Regions from separate parts of the Sus scrofa genome. Here all the other regions are linked to region 1. Evidence: chromatin contacts called from public HiChIP or PLAC-seq data. All regions are on one chromosome and are shown on one strand. The core of a region is the stretch at or near the end of the contact, and the rest is flanking DNA. Distances in the headings are between cores, read along the strand shown.

Evidence for each region. HiChIP or PLAC-seq counts read pairs in DNA pulled down with a chosen protein or histone mark.
Region 2: an H3K27ac HiChIP or PLAC-seq map of alveolar macrophages shows a contact between it and region 1. The contact joins the promoter of AK3 here to the enhancer-like site in region 1. A contact is called at or near these places in 1 of 5 promoter capture datasets (liver), 12 of 47 Hi-C or Micro-C datasets (alveolar macrophages, embryonic fibroblasts, fetal liver and 7 more) and 1 of 2 datasets of contacts at active chromatin or transcription factors (alveolar macrophages).
Region 3: an H3K27ac HiChIP or PLAC-seq map of alveolar macrophages shows a contact between it and region 1. The contact joins the promoter of RCL1 here to the enhancer-like site in region 1. A contact is called at or near these places in 2 of 5 promoter capture datasets (fetal liver and liver), 5 of 47 Hi-C or Micro-C datasets (liver, mesenteric adipose tissue, omental adipose tissue and 1 more) and 2 of 2 datasets of contacts at active chromatin or transcription factors (alveolar macrophages and skeletal muscle).

Annotation. Positions count from the first base shown.
Region 1 is chr1:217,066,536-217,071,057 of Sscrofa11.1, reverse strand. No RefSeq gene overlaps it. Among named protein-coding and RNA genes, the nearest start is that of JAK2, 67 kb to the right of the region's middle. Within about 2 kb of position 2,612, at least 8 of the 83 cell types and tissues checked have an H3K27ac peak or open chromatin away from gene starts, as enhancers often do. A contact at or near this core is called in alveolar macrophages, fetal liver and skeletal muscle, where this site is marked.
Region 2 is chr1:217,234,557-217,239,078 of Sscrofa11.1, reverse strand. It overlaps AK3 (GTP:AMP phosphotransferase AK3, mitochondrial), which reads right to left and starts at 2,518. Exons shown (of 5, transcript XM_021064132.1): 1 at 2,497-2,518. It overlaps LOC106509181 (a long non-coding RNA gene), which reads left to right and starts at 2,058. Exons shown (of 4, transcript XR_001306485.2): 1 at 2,058-2,355; 2 at 3,913-4,028.
Region 3 is chr1:217,203,133-217,207,654 of Sscrofa11.1, reverse strand. RCL1 (RNA 3'-terminal phosphate cyclase-like protein) reads left to right here and starts at 2,695. Exons shown (of 9, transcript XM_001926437.4): 1 at 2,695-3,069. The coding sequence starts at 2,703.

The DNA of each region.
Region 1 (4,522 bases), core at 1,363-3,862:
ACTTCACTTAGTATGAGAGTCTCTAGTTCCATCCATATTGCTACAGATGGCATTATTTTTTTCTTTCCTATGACTGAGTACTATTCCATTGTGTATATATACACCACATCTTCCTAATCCAGTCATCTCTCAGTTGACATTTAAGTTGTTTCCATGTCTTGGCTATTGTGAATAGTGCTGCAATGAACATGCATGTGCATGTGTCTTTTTCAAGGAAAATTTTGTCTGGATATATGCCCAAGAGTGGGATTTGCTGGGTCATATGGTAGTTCTATGTATAGTGTTCTAAGGTGCCTCCATACTGTTTTCCATAGTGGTTGTACCAATTTACATTCCCACCAACAGTGCAGGAGGGTTCCCTTTTCTCCACACCCCATCCAGCATTTGTTATTTGTGGACTTATTAATGATGGCCATTCTGACTGGTGTGAGGTGATACCTCATGGTAGTTTTGATGTGCATTTCTCTAATAAGCAGGGATGTTGAGCATTTTTTCATGTGCTTGTAGGCCATCTTTATATCTTCTTTGGAGAAGTGTCTATTGAGGTCTTTTGCCCGTTTTTCCATGGGGTTGTTGGCTTTTTTGCTGTTGAGTTGTATAAGTTTTTTTTGTATTCTAGAGATTAAGCCCTTGTCAGTTGCATCATTTGACACTATTTTCTCCCATTCTGTAAGTTGTTTTTTTGTTTTTCTCATGGTTTCCTTTGCTGTGGAAAATCTTGTCAGTTTGATTAGGTCCCATGGGTTTATTTTTGCTCTAATTTCTATTGCTTTGGGAGACTGATCTGAGAAAACATTTGTAAGGCTGTTATCAGAGTATGTTTTGCCTATGTTCTCTTCTAGGAGTTTGGTGGTGTCTTGTCTTACACATTTAAGTGTTTAAGCCATTTTGAGTTTATTTTTGTGCATGGTGTGAGGGGTGTGTTCCAGTTTCCTTGATTTACATGCAGCTGTCCAGTTTTCACAGCACCACTTAGTGAAAAAACTGTCTTTTTCCCACTTTATATTCTTGCCTCCTTTTTCGATGATTAATTGACCGTAGGTGTCTGGGTTTATTTCTGGGTTCTCTATTCTGTTCCACTGATCTGTACATCTGTTTGGTACCAGTACCACTCTGTCCTGATGACCGTGGCTTTGTAATATTGCCTGAAGTCTGGGAGAGTCATACCTGCTTATTGGTTTTTGTTCCTCAGGATTGCTTTGGCAATTCTGGGTCTTTTGTGGTTCCATAGACATTTTTGGATTGTTTGTTCTAGTGCTGTGAAAAATGTCATGGGTAATTGGATAGGGATTGCACTGAATCTGTAGATTGCTTTGGGTGGTATGGCCTTTTTACAATATTCATTTTTCCAACCCAAGAGCATGGACTATCTTTCCATTTCTTTGCATCCTCTTTTAATTTGTTTCATTAATGTTTTATAGTTCTTGGCATATAAATCTTTAACCTCCTTGGTCAGGTGTATTCCCAGGTATTTGGTTTTTTGGCGGTGCAATTTTAAAAGTATCATGTTTTTGTACTCCTTTTCTAATACTTCCTTAACCCACTGAGCAAGGCCAGGGATCAAACCCACAACCTCATGGTTCCTAGTTGGATTCATTAACCACTGAGCCAAGACAGGAACTCTGAACTGAATATATCTTGAGCCTGGAAAATAATGATATTTCAAAGACCATAATGCTCATTAAGAATTCAGGACTTTTAAAGTCAGTTGTATTTCGATGAAATTAAAATAAATAAATAAAAAGTTATTTGTATGTATCACCTTGAAAAAAAAAAGAATTTAGGACTTTAAGGTGAATGATATGTATCTACCATTATGGTGTCATACAAAGTTGTTTCACTGCCCTAATTATTTTCTGTGCTCCACCTATTCATCTTTCCCTCCCACCTCCTCCCAGTAACCACTGACCCTTCTACTGTCTCAATAGTTTTGCCTTATCTAGAATGTCTTGTAGTTGGAGTCACATAGTATGTAAGGTTCTCAGATTGGCTTCTTTCACATTTTAATATGCATTAGTTTCCTCTGCCTATGTGTTATTTAAAACTGGGAAAATATATGAAATATATATATACATATATTTTAAAGGACACTCTTTAGGTGGCTGTTTTTCTCTCTGTAAGGTGGCTACTGGTCTGGTTTTGCCGAAAACAAGGTGTCAAGCTAGAACTATTTGAACCATCAGGCCAAGCCCCCTCTGAAGGAGTTTGCAAAGTTGTTGTCAGAAAAAAGCAAGCCAGAGGGAAAATCAAGCCTGCTGGTAAATGAGATGGGTGTGCAATCAAAGCTAATTTGAGAAGATCTATTTTTAGAAGAGTTTATCATGCTCAAGAAGACTGGGTGAATGGCAGTGCTTTACTGAGAATAATTGCAGAGCCTGCATGACAAGAGCCTAGAGGAAGACCTATGGAGATTTTAGATCCTCCAGAAAACCAGATGGTATACCCTTGGAGGAATACATTGCAGCAATGTTAAATTGTGATACATGGTGGCAGCTACAACATGATATTTTAGGCTCTCTTACAAGGTCACAGATAGGGAGAAGTTGTGCCTGCCTTTGTCACATGCTCCTCTTCAAGGGCAGTTGGGTTAGGCTAGGCAGAAGAGGAAGAAGTCTAGGTGTTTTCCAGTACCCCCTCCAGTCCCTTCCAGGAAACTGAAAGTGACCTCAGCTCTCCATGTAGCTGGAAACTTTTTTAGTTTCTGAAACTCATTTCCAGTTCTTTGGCCCACATCTCTGACAACTTGGCCTATTGACTCCCTGGATCTCTTGTGTTATCTTTTCTCTCCTCGGGTCCTTCTTCAGCCCTCAGTCCTGTCTTCCTCCCTATTCTCCCCTTGTCCCACACACAAGGGTTGTGCAGAGGAGCTGCTGGCTTGTGCTTTTATCTTATCACTCCCTCACAGGAGCTCAGAAGAAGGAACTATCAGTCGATCTTTAGAGGTGCCCTCTGCTGGTTGGCAATGCAGCATCAAAATTAATGTCTGAAAATAGAGTTTCTTCATTTGTTTAATATAAATTAGCGGTGGAAACACTAGTGGGTAGAATAGACTGCAGAAGAAAATGTTGTTATAAATTGTAAAAGCTTCTAAGTGCCATTGATTTGTGTTTGGTTTACTGTGGCATGCAATGGAGCAGTGGTTCTCAACCAACAGGTGATTTTGACCTCAAGGAGGTATCTTTGGTGATGTCTGGAAACATTTTCATTCTCACAGCTTGGGGTGGGAGCGTGCTACTGGAATGGGATGGGTAGCAAAAGATGCCATTTAGCATCCTACAGTACACAGGAGAGACCTCACGCATACCACTAAAGTGGACCTAACTTAGGTATATCTGAGAAAGCTGAAATTAGACTAATAGGGTTTGGGGATTTGAAGCAATTTTTAAAGATTAGTCGAGTCATTCTCAACCTTGAATGTCCACCTAGCAAAGCTTTAAAATACTGACACTTGAATCACAATTTCTGGTTTCAGTATGGCCTGGGCATAAGGATTTTTAAATCTCCCCAGCTTTTTTTTTAATATTCAGCCAAAATTGAGAACCATCGATGTAGTCCAAACTCTTTTTTTGGTCTTTTTAGGGCGGCACCCATGGCATATGGAGGTTCCCAGGCTAGGGGTCTAATCGGAGCTGTAGGTGCCAGCCACAGCCACAGCAATGCCAGATCCAAACCACATCTGCAACCTACACCACAGCTCATGGCAACGCTGAATCCTTAATCCACTGATCGAGGCCAGGGATCAAACCCACAACCTCATGGTTGCTAGTTGGATTCTCTTCCACTGCACCATGATGGGAACTCCCAAACTCTCATTTTTTTGAATGAGGCATCAGGCCCTGAGAGATAAGATCTCAGTGTACAAAGTGGACCAACTAGACTCATACAGTGTCTTGAGGAAAAGAAGATAACGTGACATTACTTTGACTACACACCACATTTGAAAAGCAAAAATTGTAAAAATATCTTATCACTTTTTTTTAAAACTCTAAATCCTTTTTATGATCTGTTCTTTCTTTAAGAGGTACGTTCAATAATTTTTTCTAAAAGTGACACACTTCTCTTGTTTTTAAACTCAAGTTCAGGAAAATGCAAATTAAAACCACGAGATTCTACTCTGCACTTATTAGTGTAGCTGAAAATTAAACACACACACACACAAATAACTAACAATACCACATGATGGTGAGAAAGCAGAACAAATAGAAATCTTATACATTGCTGATGGGGAATGCAGATTAGTACAGACACTTTGGAAAACAGTTTGGCAATTTCTTATAAAATTAAACACATACCTACCATGTGAACTGGCATTCCCACTCTTAAGTATTTATTTAAGGGAAGCAAAAACTTACATTCACACAAAACCCTGTATGCAAATATTTATAGTGTTTTAATTCATGATCCCAAAACAGTAGCAACACAAATGTCCTTGAGCTGGTGAATGGATTAACAAATCGTGGAACATCCATATAGTGAACTACTACTCAGCACTGAAAGTACCACAAATGCAGCATTGTGGTTG
Region 2 (4,522 bases), core at 1,269-3,768, 170 kb before region 1:
ATTAGGGAGGGCTTTACTTTTACGTACTTCAATCCTAGTTCCAATCCTTTTTTACCTTGTGCAAGAGATTAGCTCTAATTTTTTTTCTTTTTTTTTTTTTTTTTTTGTCTTTTGTCTTTTTTTGTCTTTTGTTGTTGTTGTTGTTGTTGTTGTTGCTATTTCTTGGGCCGCTCCCGCGGCATATGGAGGTTCCCAGGCTAGGGGTTGAATCGGAGCTGTAGCCACCGGCCTACGCCAGAGGCACAGCAACGCAGGATCCGAGCCGCATCTGCAACCTACACCACAGCTCACGGCAACGGCAACGCCGGATCGTTAACCCACTGAGCAAGGGCAGGGATCGAACCCGCAACCTCATGGTTCCTAGTCGGATTCGTTAACCACTGCGCCACGATGGGAACTCCTAATTTTTTTTTTCATTTTGATGCAAAATAAATTTTATTTTCATTTTAATGAACCGCAGTGAATTATAAGCTTTTTATTTTTTATAGTTGATTTACAATGTTCTGTCAATTTCTGCTGTACAGCAGTGTCTAATTTTTAAAAGGAGCTTCAAAATGACTTTGTTTTGAAAAATAAAGGTCAACACTTTTGAGATAAAAATAAAACACCCTGCTGCTGACTTTTTGAAAGCAGTTTTTTAAATATATAACTTACATCAGATAAAATCCACCCATTGGAAAGTGTACAGTTTGTTGACTAGATTTTGTGCTGAGTTATAATAATTTATTTGGCATAAGAAACAAAAGAATCTTTCAGATAACCACGCACAGGAATAGCTTTCTATTCTAAGGAACAGCTTTCATGTCTAAGAAATCTCTGGGGCTATCAATGATCTAAGCCAATTTTGTACATCGGCTAGGGTAAATAATACTGGGCCTTCAGATTGTTCGGGGAAAGTCAGAATCAGAAAATCCCATAGCGTTTAACAAACAAAAAAAAGTAATAAAAGAAAGCGCTAACAGTCAGTTCTCCAAGCCCGAGTGCACGAGAGGAAGAAACCACACACATCTGGAGAGACCCTTAGGAGCAGCCGCGACTGTGGCTGCACATACCCCTGAAAGCCACGTGGTTTCTTTTAATCTTTGAACTTCAAACGCGTCCTACCTTTCTAGTTCCGCCCCTCAATAACCCGCCTGAAGCTGTCCGTAGAGACCAAAGGTTCGGGGAGCAGTCGCTCAGAAGCGGGAGGTCTCCCTACTGGGCGGCAATTGGAAGATGCTGCGCCCATACCCCAGACCCCCATACCCCAGACCCACATTCCCGGGACCCACTTCTCCGCCCCTGTCCCTCCACCCACAAATCCCACCCAGGCGACCGTGAACCGCTGCCCTTCCCGCCCCGGCTCCCACCTGTGCCCCGAAGCATATTGTCTCGGAGCAGGTCCCCACTGGAGAGGTGCTTCAGCTCGAAGTGTTTGGTGATGCGCGAGGACACAGTGCCCTTGCCGGAGCCGGGCGCCCCCATGATCGCTGCGCGCAGTAACCGCGCAGACGCCCCCATGGCCGCAGAGAGAGGCCTGGGCTGCGCGAACGATGGGGATTCGGCCTGGCTACGCTCTCACCCGCTCGGTGGTCCGCGGCTGAGCAGCTGGCAGCGCTGCGAGCTGGCGTCGGCCTCAGCTCTCAGGCGAGCCCGGAAGTGAGGCGATAGGCAACCGAGCAGCCCCGCCCGCCTGCCCCCAGCGACTCGGGGCACCCCCTCCCCCTCGCCCGGCCCAGCCCCGCCCGCGCAAGTCGAGCGCAAGCCTCGCCCCCTCCGCGCTTCCTGTGAGACCTCTGTGGGCTCCTTCGCCGACCCGCGCGACCCACGTCCCTTAGCGCCTCCTCCCCACTCGCCGGCTTCCCTCTGCACCTCTTTTGCGCCTCCAGGCACCCCCCCCCCCGGCCCCTGAATACCCCCTACTTCCCTCAGGTCCTCACCTCGCACCTGTCAGTGCCTTGCCCTGTCCTGCCCAGTCCCAGCCGGGGAGACCTCGTCCGGTTCCTCGCACACTTGGCCACTCCTCCCGCGTCCCCTTCTGAACCCTGGGCCCCGCTCTGCGCCCCTTGGTTACTGGATATCATCCTTACCTGCCCCCCGCCTGACACCCTTGACGCACCTTTCACGCCGTGCCCAGTGCTGCCGAGTCCCAGAGAGAGGGTCTACCGTGCCGCCCGTCAGGTGCCCTTCCCAACTCCAGCCCCCTCCCCCGCGCGACCCCTACTTGCGGCCCCCTCGCCACCACTGCCCCTGGGTTCTCAGAGTCATCAAACGCTCCCCTTCTCCCCGCCCCCAGCCTGCAGATTTCTCCCTTCCCTTCTCTTCCTCAGTTGCCCTGCGACTCTTCTCCCTGGCTTTCTCGAGCTAATTTTTAAGGTACGTTTATCATAGTGGGTAGAATCACAGTGGGTGACAATGAGCCGATAGGGCCTTCCTCTTCATTTCCCACGAGAGGAATCTAAGTTGAAATTGAGTGAGGTGCTCCATGTCATAGGTCTATTGAGGGGTGTCTCTTACCTCCTAGGACCACACTTTGGGATTCAAAAGTAGTTGTTGCTTGCACTCAGCTGAGCTTGAAAGTATTGGCTCTTCCACAGGCTCCATTTTTTGCCTGTGGCAATACACTGATTACATAAATATTTTTTCAGTAAAATGTCTGCTCCTTAGAATTGAAAGTTTAGTGGTTGAGGCAGATCGTAACAAGGAAACAGAAATATTTGAAGGATAATTTGAGCTCATACTCCGAACAAAACAAAACAATGTGTGGAGATGGTCAGTAAAGCTTTGAAGAAATGGCATTTGCTCTCAGCACTAAATGGGAAGGTGGAGGGAAAGAGACAAAGGCAAGGGGAAAAAACCCTAGAGATGGAATATTTGGTGTGTTCCAGGAAGAGAAACACAAGGCAAAAAAATTGAACCTATTTCCTCTGTAAAATGGGCATGGAAGTTGTTAAAACTGTGTAAAGTACAATGCCAGCTGCAGGGTAGTGTTCAATATTACGTTAAAGTTACCCATCATTGCTATCATTTCTCTGTGTCAGGACATTATACTAAGGCAGAGAGAAGGCTCTGTGAAAAATAAACAAGTGCCACCTTCCTCAGAAGTTACCAAACGTGTGGCCCCAAACTGCTTTTCAATTTAAAAGATAGAAATTATTTCAGAGAGAGGTGGTAAGGGAAAGTGTGCTCCCCAGTGAACCTGAGCTTGGTGAATGGGTGGGGGGATTTAATAGGTAGACAGTGCTGTAGTTGGAAAGATATTTAGTAGCTCGTACATATTTTATTACTAGGAGAGAATGAAGATGAATTAACATTCAACTCATGTAATTAGAAAAAAAAGATTAAAAAAAATAATAACCCATGGAAAACAGGAAGGGATTAAGCAAAGAAAAAGAACATAAATGAAAGTACCAGAAAACTTAAGGAACAGAACTAACAAAAGAATGAAAAAGTCTGGACAAGTAGAAGTTACGAAACACCGGAGAACCTGAAGGTGTGTAGAGAGTCCTAATTTCCAAAGCCAGGAACATTTGAGGGTTTGGCTGCAAAGAGATCTGAAAGAAAATCCTGGGAGATATTTAGCTTAGAAAGAAAACAAACAACTGAGAAATCATTCTGTCATAGGGGAGGAAAAGCTGAGTGTTGTGGTCATATCACCAGGCCCCACAGAGCTGCAGCTTTGCTAAAGTTTGTTGATTATGACCGAGAAATGAATAAGTAACTGCCAGACTGAGAAATCTCTTGGCAACTGAGCTTAGCGCAGTCATTTGGCTGTGCACACACATTCGTTTGGGCTGGTTCTTCCCCCTTCAACTTGCCCTAGTGGTAAACACACTGAGCTCAAACTAAACATTAATACATTGGGAAGGGTGAATCAAAAAGAGATTTATGAAGTGCTCATATGTTGGGGCTTGCCCTCTAACACTCCTGCAGAGGCCCGGATCTGAAGAAGTCTGAGAGAAGACCATGGGGAGAGAGGCCCAGCGGTCCCATTTGGTCCAGCCATTCCAGCTGAGCTGTCAGTTGTAGCCATGGGAGCGAATCCAGGGGTAGGTGGATTAGAGAGTGGAGAAAGAATTTCTCCCTGAGCTGCACTAGAAAAACAGAACTGTCATTAACTGAGATTGGAAAGACTATAGGAGAAACAGGTTTGGGGAGAACATTAGCATTGTTTTGGGTAAGTTAAATTGAAGATGCCTTTGGGACATCCAGAGGAGCTGATAAGGAAGCAGTTAAATGTACAATTTTTTTTTTTTTTTTCTTTTTAGGGCCACACTTGCGGCATATAGAAGTTCCCAGGCTAGGGGTCAAATTGGAGTTGCAGCTGCCGGTTTACACCACAACCACAGCAATGCTGGATCCAAGTGGTGGCATCTGTAACCCATGCCACAGCTCATGGAAATGCCAGACCCTTAACCCATTAACTGAGGCATGGGATTGAACCCGAGTCCTAATGGATAGTAGTCAGGTTGGTTATTGCTGAACCACAGTGGGAACTCCAGATGTACAAATTTTGAGTACATAGTAGAGATCCTGGCTGAAG
Region 3 (4,522 bases), core at 1,446-3,945, 140 kb before region 1:
CCTCATGGATACTAGTCAAATTTGTTAATGACAGGAACTTCGGCTATAACTTTACTTTTGCCTTTCACATCTCATGTAAGATGTTTCTTGTGGCTTGCTAATCCAGAATTATGCAGGGAAGGGAATTTAGGGATATGTAGTTTCAGTTATCCATTACTGTGTAACAAACTACCACCGAACCCATAAAAATAAGCTAATTCCTTATTTAGCTCAGGAATATGCAATTTGGGCAGGTCTCAGTGAGGGTAGCTCATCTGTGCTCCTATGGTATCAGTTAGGGTGACTCCAAAGATTTGTAAGAGGCCGGCTGGGGACTAGAATCATCTGAAAGCTCCCTCAACTCACGTCTGGCAGTTGATGCCGTCAGCTGGAACAACTGCCACTCTCTTTCTGTGCGGTCTCTCTGGCATGGCAGCTTCATGGTCGGCAGACTTCTTATTCAGGGTTCCAAAGATACAACAAGAGAGAGAGACAGACAGACAGTGACAAAGAGGCAGAAGTAGTTTTTATTCTGGTTCTGCCATTGACCAGCTAAGTCACTTTATGCAAGTCTTTTATTCTCTCTACACCTCAGTTCTCAAATATTAAAAATCAGGATTTATACTGGAGTACTTCAGAAGAAGACCTGATGCTATAATTTGAGTGAAATTAGTTTATAGTAATTAATCCCAGGAAATATCAGAAGGGAGCTAGGAAGGATACAGGGAAGGGAAGGAAGCCAGTAAAAGGTACTTAATGAGGCAAGTAACTCCTGTCGGCAACTGGAGCTTAAAACCTCTAGGGAATCATGATGCAAAATAATATTTTAAAAATGAATGTATACGTATATGATTGAGTCACTTTGCTGTATAGCAGAAATTGGCACAATATCATAAATCAACTATACCTTAATTAAAAAAAAAAAAACTTCTGGGGAAACGCTGTAGAATCTAAGTCTCAGAGCTATCTCACCAAGGGTTTGGGGAGCTGGAATCCATCAACTCCTCAATTCACTGAGGATTCTAGGGCGTGGGACATTAATTCTCCAGCACCCCTGGCCTACTGAGTTCCACCCAAGTGGGAAAAACACTCAAAGAGATATAACTGCTATTGAAAGAAAATTAAGCAGGTTTGCACTGAAAGTAGTAAGAGTTGAAGAATACAAAGAAGGCATCAACAGGGTTTGCTACAGATGATATTAGTGGCTTTTCAAAGTTGTTGAGTAATTGAAATGAGATGATATACAAAAAATCCACCTGGTGTGATGGCTCCTCTCCTTGCTTTGGTATCCCCCACAGCAGGATTCAAGGGAGGCCTCAGAGGTCTTGGAACTTTCAACTCTATTTCCTAAAAATTAGTCTCAGTAAATGTCAGTAGGGAGTTCCTGTTGTGGCTCAGCAGGTTAATAACTTGACTACTATCCCTGAGGGTGCGGGTTGATCCCTGGCCTCTCTCACTGGGTTAAGGATCTGGTGTTGCCGCAGTGTGGCTGTGGCGTAGGTCAAAGATGTGGCTTGGATCCAGTGTTGCTGTGGCGTAGGTCTTAGGCTGCAGCTCTGATTCAACCCCTAGCCTGAGAACTTCCATATGCCACTCTGAGTACAGCCCTAAAAAGATTACACAAAAAAATGGCAATAATGTAAATGGATTACCTACCTCCCTCAGTGGATTTCAGGGCTGATTCTGTTAAATTCTAATAACCTGTCACCCTATAAGAGCTTAGATCTCTCAGTGGATTCCTTGTAGCTGAATCTTATCCACATAGGGCTAGCTACCTTCTTTAATCTTACTCAAGCTCCCACCCCTTCCAGAGCTCCTTTACCTCCATGTATTCTGGAACTCATGATCTGGTGATATTATCCAAGAATGGCTGCAAGCCAACGTTATTGTGGTAACAGATGCTTAACTTTGTAGTCATTTGTTAACTGCATATCACTGAAGATTTTTGAGCAGAGAAGGGACATAATCCAATCTTTGGGAAGATTTTGGTGTGCAGGAGTAGAAGAGGTGCGTGTTTGTGTAAGTTGTATAACTACTCATTTTGAGGCATGTGGCATGGGAGGACCTGACTTGGCAGTAAGGGCAGTGACTGCAAAGGAAGAGACCGCTGTGAAAGAGGCAAAGCTTGGTGTCTCATAAGCAATGGCCAGGTGTCGGAAGACTCGGGTCCAGTGCATGCTGGCAGTGTCAGCCTTGCAATGTTTCTCGAATCTTTTCGCATGTGCAGGTCGGGAATGGTAGTACCTCGTAGGGTTATAGCGGGGAGTGAGGGGACGGCCGCTGGCTGGGCAATCAGTACGGTGTTTGCAACAGGGTAAAGCGCGCCAATCCTGTTTTCTTCTGTGTTAAGAAAACGGCGGAGATAATACCATCCACATCCCAGAGATTGCCGTAAATGGTGATGCTAAATACCAGGTACGAAGTAGGCACTCAAGCCCAGTTGGTCGCCTCCCATTGCCCCCACGCCGGGAGACACCCTCGGAGACTGGCGGGGTAGGCGAGCTCCCTTGCGTAGGCTCACTGGCCAGCCTAGCGCGCTCCTCCCGCGGAGCACTGTTGCTGGGGCCCCGGCAACGCCCAGCCCCAACACAAGCCAATAGTAGCAGGGCCCGGGCACCGCCCAGCTGCAAAACGGGCCAATAGCTGCGCGGCGTGGGCACCGCCCTGATCCAGCACGGGCCAATAGCAGTGTGGCCCGGTTCGGGGGGCCGCCCCCAGCGGGGATGGGAGGCGGAGAGGCGGTCACCCGCTCCGCCCCACTCCCCTCTGACCCGGTGTCTCGTCTCTCTGTCTTCCTGTTCCAAACCACGTGGACGCGCCGGGGGCTGCGGGGGCTGCGGGAGGGAACCTGGGCCGCCACAGCAGCTGTCGGCGCCACCCCAAGAGTCAAGACCCTCGCGCCCGTCCAAAGTCGCCTCGCCCCGGCCGCCCGCTCCTTTGCGGAGAGCGTGCACATGGCGACCCAGGCGCACTCCCTCAGCTACACGGGCTGCAACTTCTTGCGCCAGCGTCTGGTCCTGTCCACTTTGAGCGGGCGCCCCGTCAAAATCCGAAAGATTCGGGCCAGAGACGACAACCCAGGCCTTCGAGGTAACTCCGGGGTTGGGGAGCGCTAGGGGTGGGCGCTGAGCTGAAGAGAGACGGCGCTAATGCCCAGGGGGCCGGTGCGCGGGGAGCCTCGGGATCCTACGGGCGCGTGGGGGAGGGCTCATGGTTTGTACCCTCCACCCCCACCCCCGCACCGGAACGCGCGAGAGGCTGTGCGGGAGGAGGGGTTGAGCCCTGAGGGGTGCGCTCAGCTGCGCTCTGTGCTCGGTGGCGTCTACCCGCGCTGGTAGTAAACAGCTACACGTTTTCCCAGGTTTACGTGTCGCAGCAGATCCCAGGCATCGCCCCCTCACTTGTCTTCAGTCGGTCTTGCTCAGCCATAAATCTTTAAAGGAGAGAAGCAGTTTGTTGGAACGAAATGTGGTGAATGGGCAGATGTAAAGATGGAGAGAGATTTGGAGAGAAAAGTACCACTGATTGGTTCCGTCCTCTGTCCCAAAACAGGTCTCAGAAGCAGCTACCCCCTTGGATACTGGCTGTCCCTGTCGCCATGATTTCTCGGCTGCCCTCACACATCTTGGGTGTGGATTAAAGAATTTTAGAAAATTCTTTGTTTTCAGCCGCGATTGAGATTGATGTGTGCAGGACAAGAGCTTTGAAATAAATTTTTTAACAGTCATGGGCCTAATTGCCTTGACTTTAGTAAAGGGTTGGTGACAAGCGCTAAACTACAGGCTTCCAAGCTATTTTTGCCCTACAAAGATAGATGAAAAATAAGGCCCCATTTAAACCCACATCAAGGTTAATGGCTCCGAGTTTTATCTGGTCCCCTGGAATGACACATATATTTAAAAGCTTCTGCCTGGTTATCCCAAATTGGTAAAATCAGTTAAAGCAAAAAAGGAAAAAACAAAACAAAACCTATCTGCAAATTGAAGGAAGAGAGGGCTTATTTTTGGTCCTGCAAGCTTTCTGGATCCTGTTGATGTGTTTGATTTTGTATTGGTCCCTGCATATTTCATCATCTCTCTGAATGCATTTTCTGGACGTTTATGTTTCTCCCTCTCTTAAATGCTGATTAGTTGCACATAAGGGGAAAATGCCTTGTTATTTATGGAGATAGAAGGTTGGAAAGGAAAGAACCAGATGAACCTGTGTACTGTGGAGAGGAACCTGATGACAGTAGGAGAGGCTTGTGGTACACTGTCATTACTGCCCTCAATGTATTGCTCAAAAACACTAAAGAAGTTAAGGAGGGGCTGCTGGCATGATTTAGGCCAGGTGCTCTTCCCCTCAACATTTCTTGCCCTTATTTTGAGTCTAGCCCTTGGGCAAAGCAATTGCTTGATCGCTCTACTCTGACATTCCCAGCCAACTCTCCCCTTCACCCCACATTAGCCTAGAGAACTCAACACTAGCTGGATATGGTAAGAAGACAGGCTTCTGCTTCTGTGAACAGTGGGCATAGCTTTTTATTTTTTCCTTTTTTTCCCCA